Linked DNA regions of Ovis aries: region 2 is linked to region 1. Evidence: chromatin contacts called from public Hi-C data. All regions are on one chromosome and are shown on one strand. Each heading gives the region's core, a stretch centred on a gene start, on an enhancer-like site or on the middle of the called end of the contact. The rest is flanking DNA. Distances are from core to core; before and after follow the strand shown. Region 1 overlaps PRKCQ (protein kinase C theta). Region 2 has its middle 57 kb from the start of PRKCQ.

Evidence for each region. A called contact is a pair of places that touch in the nucleus more often than the background predicts.
Region 2: a contact with region 1 is called in a Hi-C map of hypothalamus, with 5 times the contacts expected there. The contact joins two enhancer-like sites. A contact is called at or near these places in 12 of 16 Hi-C or Micro-C datasets (blood, hypothalamus, liver and 4 more).

The regions. Positions count from the first base shown.
Region 1 is chr13:11,229,654-11,234,036 of ARS-UI_Ramb_v3.0, forward strand. It overlaps PRKCQ (protein kinase C theta), which reads right to left. Exons shown (of 18, transcript XM_042230440.2): 16 at 1,338-1,526. Among named protein-coding and RNA genes, the nearest start is that of TRNAF-GAA, 45 kb to the right of the region's middle. Within about 2 kb of position 2,813, at least 2 of the 54 cell types and tissues checked have an H3K27ac peak or open chromatin away from gene starts, as enhancers often do. A contact at or near this core is called in hypothalamus, where this site is marked.
Region 2 is chr13:11,431,528-11,435,616 of ARS-UI_Ramb_v3.0, forward strand. No RefSeq gene overlaps it. Among named protein-coding and RNA genes, the nearest start is that of PRKCQ, 57 kb to the left of the region's middle. Within about 2 kb of position 2,269, at least 5 of the 54 cell types and tissues checked have an H3K27ac peak or open chromatin away from gene starts, as enhancers often do. A contact at or near this core is called in hypothalamus, where this site is marked.

The DNA.
Region 1 (4,383 bases), core at 1,563-4,062:
ATCACCCCTGAGGTCTCATTACCACCATCACCACAGAGTTGATCCGCCTTCATCTGTTTTTGCCCAGTCCCCTAACCCTCTTCTCTTCTGGGAATCACGCATCTGTTCTTTGTATCCATGAGCTTGTTTGTATTTCATTGTGCTTGTTTGGTGTGTTTCCTTAGATTTCACATGAGTGAAAGCACATGGTACTTGTCTCTCTCTGACTGACTGATTTCACTACCTGGAATGCCCCCTAGATCCATCCATGGTGTTGTAAATGGCAACATTTCATCTTCATGGCTGAGTAATACTCCATTATACACATCTCGCACGCAGCCTAGCTTCCCCTGCTCATCCAGGGATAAACGTTTAGGTTGCTTCCGTATCTTGGCTATTGTAAACGATGCTGCAGTGAACACAGGGGTGCATATATATTTCCCAATTAGCGTTTCCGTGTCATTCGAATGAATAACCAAAGTGGAAGACCATATGAGTGCATGGCAGTTCTGTTCCTAACTTTTTGATGAATCTCCATACTGTTTCCCACAGTGTACCTATCGATTTACATTCCCAACAACAGTGCATGAGGTTCCCTTTTCTGCACATCCTCATCAGTACTTATTTCTTGCCTTCTTGATAACAGCCATTCAGACAGGTACGAGATGACAGCTCACTGTAGTTCTGACTTGCGTTTCTCTGGTGAGTGATGTTAAGCGTCTTTTCATGGATATATTAGCTACCTGTATGTCTTTGAGAAACCGTTTATTCAGATCCTCCTTTGCCCATTTAAAAATTGAGTTGTTTGTTGTTGAGTTGTTTGTTGTTGAGTTGTATGATTTCTTTATGTATTTTGGATATTAATCCCTTATTAGACACATGATTTGCAAGTATCTTCTCCCATTCAAAGTTTTCATTTTGATGATTTCGTTTGCTGTGCAGAAGCTTTTTAGTTTGATGCCATCGCATATTATTTTTTTGCTTTTGTTTCCCTTGCTTATAGAGCCAGATCCCCCAAAATATTGCTAAGACTGATGTCGACTGAAGTCTGTTTTCTTCTAGGAATTTTACGGTTTCAGGTGGACAGAACAGACTGCATAGGGATTGTTGCTGGAGATTTCTTTTGTAAATTATGCATGTGAGGGTCTATCTTACACTCATTTTGATAGCTCATGTTCATCCTATTGGTGCCTCAGTTAAAACAGATGGCAACCATCCCCTTTAAGGCTAGCTCAGAACAATTATTGTTTACTATGTATTGGGTTGGTCAAAAAGTTTATTCCAGTCTTTCCATAACATCTTATGATCAGAAAACCTAGTGCTAATCTTACAAAAGTCTCCTTGACTTCACTTCTTACCTTCACTAAAAGATCCTTCGCCTCCTTCTCGAGCCATCGCGGGTAAAAGGGATTGTCCATGCGGATGGAGTGGAAAAGCTCCTCTTCATCCTGCCCGTGGAAAGGGGACTGACCTACTAGCATCTCGTAGAGGAGGACACCGAAGGACCACCAGTCCACAGAGTGGTTGTACTTCTGACCCAGGAGGATCTGTGTGACCAGGAGGCAAAGACACAGAGAATAAAAATGAGGTTGACTCAAACCTTGCATGGATTTTTCAAAGCCACCCAGGATATAACTCACGAGGACAGAGTGCGGTTTTAGCAAAGATGACACTGAAAACGATTTTTGAGAAGTTAATGATTGGGTAGAAATGAGTGGGCAGTGCCCAAACTAAGCAAATATTTTTGAGATCAACCTCTTTTATCCCCCACCTAAGCGAAACAGCGAAATTGTACCATCATCCTTCATCTGCCCATCTGAGACGGGAGCATGTGGGTGACAGATTTAGCCCAGGAGAGCTGGTGTGTGTCTAGGCCCTTCAGTGCCTCTAAACCAAACCCACGGATTTTATGGACTTTCTGTTAAGCGCAGGGGCTTCCCTGATCGCTTGCTGGGTAAAGAATCTGCCTGTAACGCAGGAGACACAGGAGACACAAGTTCAGTCCTTGAGTTGGGAGGATCCCCTGGAGGAAGAAATGGCAACCCACTCCAGTATTCTTACCATGAGAATCCCATGGACAGAGGACCCTGGTGGGCTACAGTCCAAAGATTCACAAAGAGCTGAACATGAGTGAGTGACTAAGCAACCTAAGCAAATGGTCCTGAGTCTTTACATAAAGTTTTTGTAGCTAACCAAGCAGCCAAGGAGGTTGACCAAGTCCACCCCTTAAACCTAAGCAGTCATGGTTACGAAGAGTCAAATTTTGTGACTATGCTGAGACAGACTAGGACAACAAGCTGATAGATATTTGCAAAAAATAAAGATCAAGTTGCAAACAGAATTTTTCAATCTGCCACTGACTTCCAGGATAAAAATGCTATCTACTGGCCTTAATATTTGAACACCAAAGTTATCTTAAAGTTCAAAAAATAACCTTAAGGAACAGTGTAAAAGCAGACCTAGGGAGAATGATGAAATGAAGATGAGCACACACAGCACATTCTTAGTTCAGGGGTCTTTGCCTCAAGTGGGGACCGGTTCAGGTGCAATTTCCAGGACGTGCCACAAGGGGGAGCCCAGGGCAACCAGAAGCCGCTCTGAGCATCACATCCTGGTACACAGCTTCATTTCTGTTGGATTAACGAAAATAAATGTGGAAGACAGGAGACAGTTAAGGTGGGAATTCAGTCTGCCAGGGCTAGATGATAACGAGTTTCAGTCTTAAGTTAGGAGAAAGAAGCAAAATGCCAACTCAGTTATTCATGGTATGAACAGAAAATCTGCAAACATCTGTGATGGGTACTGGGCGTTTCCCCCTACTTTGTGTGTTACTGACAGAACGTCTGGGGTAGGTCCTCTTATCCTTGTTTACCAAAGGACAGTGACTGGACCCTGGGAGGGTCTTCGCGTCTTCCTTAAGGTCTCCTGGTTAGTCAAGAGCTATGTTCTGAACCCTGGTCTTTGGGGATCTTACTATACAATGCTCCTTTTCCATTATAATGTTGTCTCCAGGATTGAAACTTTGCTCTAACTTAGTCATGCTCAAACTAGTCTATATTTTTAAAGAAACTGGTGGAGAAACACTGGCTGGAGCGGCCCCCATTGAATCTCAGACCCTGATTCCTTCTCTTGGCCATGCCGTCTTTTGTCTTGTGTCCTCCCCATCTTTGCTCAAAATAATACAGGTAATCTTAATGTTACCAGTTCATGTCAGAGTCCCTCTTTCTCTCTTAGAGCAAAGGAGAGCTGCAATTCCATCTGCCTTGTGGAGCTAGTAATGTGAGGTCTGTACATGGCTCACCGGGTGATGTACACAGCAGAGGAAGTGTTCTTAGAAAACCAAGTGACCTCCAGTGGCCCCACTCAGCATGACTCTTCCCTTCTCCAGGGAGCACCTTCTCTGTATTAAAATTCCTGACTAAGTGGCTGGTAGATATTAGAAAGTAGGGTGTCTCCTTATTTTACTGTTTTCCTATTCTTTGTCAAAATGAGTGTAGACCTCCAATTATACGTCAGACCCTCGGTCTTATAGCGGTGACAGGGGACAAGGGAGGTTTTGAGAAGACCCCAGGAGGCATGGACTGCTGGGACTGTTCCCTGGTTTACAGGAGGAGCACAGTCAGCTTTTTCACGCATCATTCCTGACACTGCACCGAATGCCTTAACTTCTTGTGTTTTGGGATCTCCGCCCATATCTTTGGGGTCCCCGGGGGAGAGAGAGTGAAATGAAGGAAAAACTTCACCAAGGCCCATGCATGGCGTGTGTGTGGAGCTTTGGAAAATGGGTAGGGTTTTGACGGAAAACGGGGAAGCTAGGGAGTGTTCTTGTGTAAAAGAGGCCCAGAGGTGGGGGAATCCAGACAGGTTGAGAGACGGGCATTTGAGGTGCAGGACTGGGTGTGGACATTCAGGGAACAGGTGACAGATGCTCTGAGTGGTGGGGGAGGAGCCTAGACATCGAGGCGGATAAACTGTGGTCCTTAACAGTGCGAAATTCAGTTTACTGGCAAATCGATTACATGTGTGCTGCGGGGGCACAGAGGAGGAAACAACCGCTTAGTGTAAGAAGCCAGGAGCATCTTCAGGGAGAGGATGACCCTGGAGGTGGGGGCTATTAGACCCAGGATCCCAAGTGCCCGGTTCAGGGCCACGGGAGAGAAGGGAAGCTGGGCTTCTCAGGACATACGATTAGGGACCTTCGCTCGGGGTTTCGGCTTGTACCAGACGATAACGGGGACCTCCTGAAGATGCTCAAAGTCGTGGCATGACAGGTTTTCCCACTGGAAAGGAAATCTGGTGATGCGGTGGAGGAGGCACCCTCGGTTCAAGGCCCTCCAGGGGTCACCTAGACGGGGCCACACGATGTAGATGAAGAGATGAGAATCTGCATTTTTGCGAGTTTAA
Region 2 (4,089 bases), core at 1,019-3,518, 200 kb after region 1:
TAAAGTACTTCCCATTTTTTCTTGGCTTGTCTGTGTAGGAAGGAAATCAACTTCCAGATTCTGCTTGTTTAAGGTTTTAGGATCTTTTCCTTTCCTCCCTTAAGTCTTTGAAACAAACTACACTGTGCTTTGGGTCCACCACGATGACCAGAGGAATCGTTGCTCTCAGATTTTTTTGGAGGCAATCGGGGAAGAGAAGTGTGGCAGAGGGGAGTTCTTCTCGATGACTATCTGGGCAGCAGAGGAGAAGAAATCCCACAGTTATAAGATCCGAAGCCCGTACACCTGGCATTCTTTCCTCAGTGCATCTGAGCTGTGTGGACTGCTGTACAGTAGAATGAAAACGCCTTCCTTCTCCTCGCCAAGGAACCCAACTGAGAGGGCCTTTTTACAGCTTCAGAGAGAGAATGGTGGAGGTTTATTTAATGCATGAGTGACAGATTGCAGTCGTGTCTATATAAATCATCTAAGAATCTGGGATGTTAATGAAATAACTGATTTATTATATGACTTCCGTGACATTTAATGAGCCATGTGGAAGCACATAGCATATACTTAAGACTGTTTTATAGCTACCAAATTTATTTCTCCTATTAATTCTTTCAAGCAAGGCATGATCATAGCTATATCTTTGTGTTTATATCCTAAATAATAATATTTAGGATAATACTTTAATAAATAGCGTTTCATTTTTGCAGAATATATCAAAGTTTGCGAACATTTATTGTTTCACTTCTATTGTACTTTATTATCAGAGAGGACCAAGTATTTTTTTTTTTGCTGTTGTTGTACTGGATCTTAATTGCTATGGGTGGGCTTTCTCTAGTTGCATTGAGTAGGCACCGCTTTCTAGTTGTGGCTCTCAGGCTTCTCACTGAGATGGCTTCTGTTGTTGCAGAAAATGAGCTTTAGGGCACCCAGGCTTCAGTAGTTGTGGCACATGGGATTAGTTGCCTCATGGATGTGGAGTCTTAGTTCTCAGACCAGGGTTCGAATCCACGTCCTCAGTGTTGGCAGGCAGATTCCTAACCACTGGGACTACCAGGACCTGGGGGAATTTGAGCTATGTGAATTGACCCATCCATTTGACCGAGGCAGAGCTTCTGGTAAATGTCTAGCCTGTGTCACTGTATTGTCCTACCTGGGCAGCCTCCTCCTCCACCCATCTTACGGCCCAGGGTAACCTAATCGTCATCCATGTGGTCCTCTTCGCTCCAGACTTTGGGGTTAGTCTGGCTAAACTGGAAGGGAATTTGATGAACGCTTAGACTGGGGATTCAGCTGCAGAACAGCTCAGCTTCATCTTATCCTCTAGCTTTAGAAATCAGGCCTGGCCATGTGAGCAAGTCCCATATGGCATGTTTTTCAGTGTCTGGGTCTCATTCATGCTCCCCAGATATGACTTTACTTGGTACCTCATGTTCGATACCAAGGCTCTGCTCTTATTAGCCAGTTCTTCCAGCGGCTCATCTCTGCAGACCTCTCCTGTTGTACCACGCTCAGAGCATCCTGAATGCTTGCCTTCACCCCTGCAGGTGGGTGAGATGGAGTCCAGGCTCCTCCTGGCATTTCAAGATCACCTGTGCATGGTGTGTTGCAAGTCATTGGTAACTGATCACCAAATTCTTAGTGCTGGGGAATGGAGTGATTTTTATTTACAAAATTAAAGTGAATCTGTGGTTACTCTTTGGAAGCAGAGCTGATTTATGCTGTGTTGGTTTTAGGTGAGCAACAAAGTGGTTCAGTTCTATCATCTATCATCTATCTATCTATCTATCTTCATTTTCAGATTCTTTTCCATTATAGATTTTTGCAAGATATTGAATATAGTTCCTTGTACTAGACAGTAGCTCCTTGTGGTTGTTCTTATTGTAACATGACCCTCTCGCATTATGACTGGTTCTCAAACGGGAGTAATTAGGGTGTGTGTGTGTGTGTGTGTGTGTGTGTGTGTGTGTTGTTGTTGTTTTTACAGAGTATATATTTTAAGTATCACTCTGAGAATCATGCATAAATCAGGGTAGGGACACAGGGTGCCCGATCAGTGATCTCCTCTACTGCATTTCCTTACAGTTCCGATGGCGGAAATCTGGAACTGGCTTATCGGTCCTCAAGTAGAGGGACGTGAACACAGCACTCAGAGGCACAGTGGTGCTGGATACAGGAATGGGGAAGTGTCTCTGGGACTCACAGGTTTTTTACTTTCACCTTGGATCTCCCTGAAGGATGAAGCTGTCACTCAGTCCAATTTGAAACCTTGTAAGTCATGAAATCACTGCCACCTAGTGTTACTGCTTAGTGGCGGCATGCCCACAGCAGAATTGGAGAAGGTTCTAGGGGAGAAGATGGGCAGAAGGAAGAAGCGTTTTTATATTTTAAATACAATATGCCAATGCATGATATGCATCCTTCTCCAAAACACATTTACAAAAACAAGGACTTCAATATGAATATATGGGTTTTCTCTTAATTTTTTAACTAGTTTGTTTTAAATCGGAGGATAAATGATGTACAATATTGTGTTGGTTTCTGCCATACATCAACATGAATCAGCCATAGGTATTCATGTGTCCCCTCCCTCCCACCTCCCACCCGATCCTACCCGATCCCACCCCATCCCACCCCATCCCACCCCTCTTGGAGGTCACAGAGCCCCGGTTTGAGTTCCCTGTCGTCATACAGCAAATTCCCACTGGCTATCTATTTTACATATGGCACTGTATATATTTCCATATTATTATCTCAGTTCATCCCACCATCTCCTTCCCTCACTGTGTCCATGAGCCTGTTCTCTGTGCCTGCATCTCCATTGCTGCCCTGCAAATAGGTTTAACAGTACCATCTTTCTAGATTCCATATGTATGCATTAATATATTATATTTGCTTTTCTCTTCCTGACTTACTTCACTCTGTATAATAGGATCTAGGTTCATTCGCCTCTTTTAAGATTTCTAATTGGAGAATAATTGCTTTACAATGTTGTTGGGTTTTTCATTTTTATCTTCTATTTTCTATCTAATCTTTACAATCAGCTTCTGGAACACTTGAAGGATGATGATAAAGACTTAGAGATACAGAAAGTAGGATGGAAACAAAAGAAGATAATTTGAGGACAGGTCTAGGAAAAGCAACATCCAAATAACAGTAGTTTCATAAAAAGAGACAAAAAATTGAAGAAGAAGAGATTTTCCAACAACTAATATGAGAAAATCTTCTAGAATTCTGTGATATGAGATTTTAGGTTGAAACTGTCCACAGAATGCCAAGCACGCAGACTGAAAATGAAGCAAAGCAAAAAGAGACAGTAACGCACTTCTCGTAAGTTGCAAAGAAAAGTTTCTCAAGGAAGAACATTTCCATGCAAAGCATCAAGAATCAGAATGTCTTGAGATTTCTCAACACTGGTAGATGCAGGAAGGAATGCAGAATATCTTCAACAATGGAAAAGCACAATTATGGTCCTCAAAAATGTATCCTGTCAATACAGAATATATACTTTTCTCAAGGATATATGAGCTGTCCCCTCTCGGGGCTACTCTTCAGAATCAGGAAATGTTAGTGTTGAAAAGGCACGTCACTGTTCAGGGACTTCTCCGGTGGTCCTGTGGCAAGACTTCACACTGCCAGTGCGAAGGGTGTAGGTTTGATCTCTGGTTGGGGAAATTAGATGCTGTGGGACACCCCCCTCCCCAAAGGAATATCTTGTTCAGTATCTTCATTGTATGGACAAAACTGAAGGGCCCTGTCACCCAGCTGGGTAAAGACACCACCGGGATGCCGTCCATTTTTCAGCTGTCTTTCCTTTCCACCTCCTCCTACAAAGTGATCCATGACTCCCGGGGCATCAGTAGTAGCGTGGAGGGAGGTTCCAGCTTGAGCTTAAACCAGGCCTGTCCCTGGTATTCAGACGTATTTGATCACGTCCATGAGTAGAGCTTTGAACCAAGCCAGCATGGATTTGCTCATGGGGTTTTGAAGCCTTCTGGGAGACCCTATAACAAAGGGGAGGGAGGTATGATGAACTCGACCCAGTAACCAAATCTCAGGCTTCTGAAGAAGGCAGTTTTCAGCCCTGCGTGGTGTTGGCCA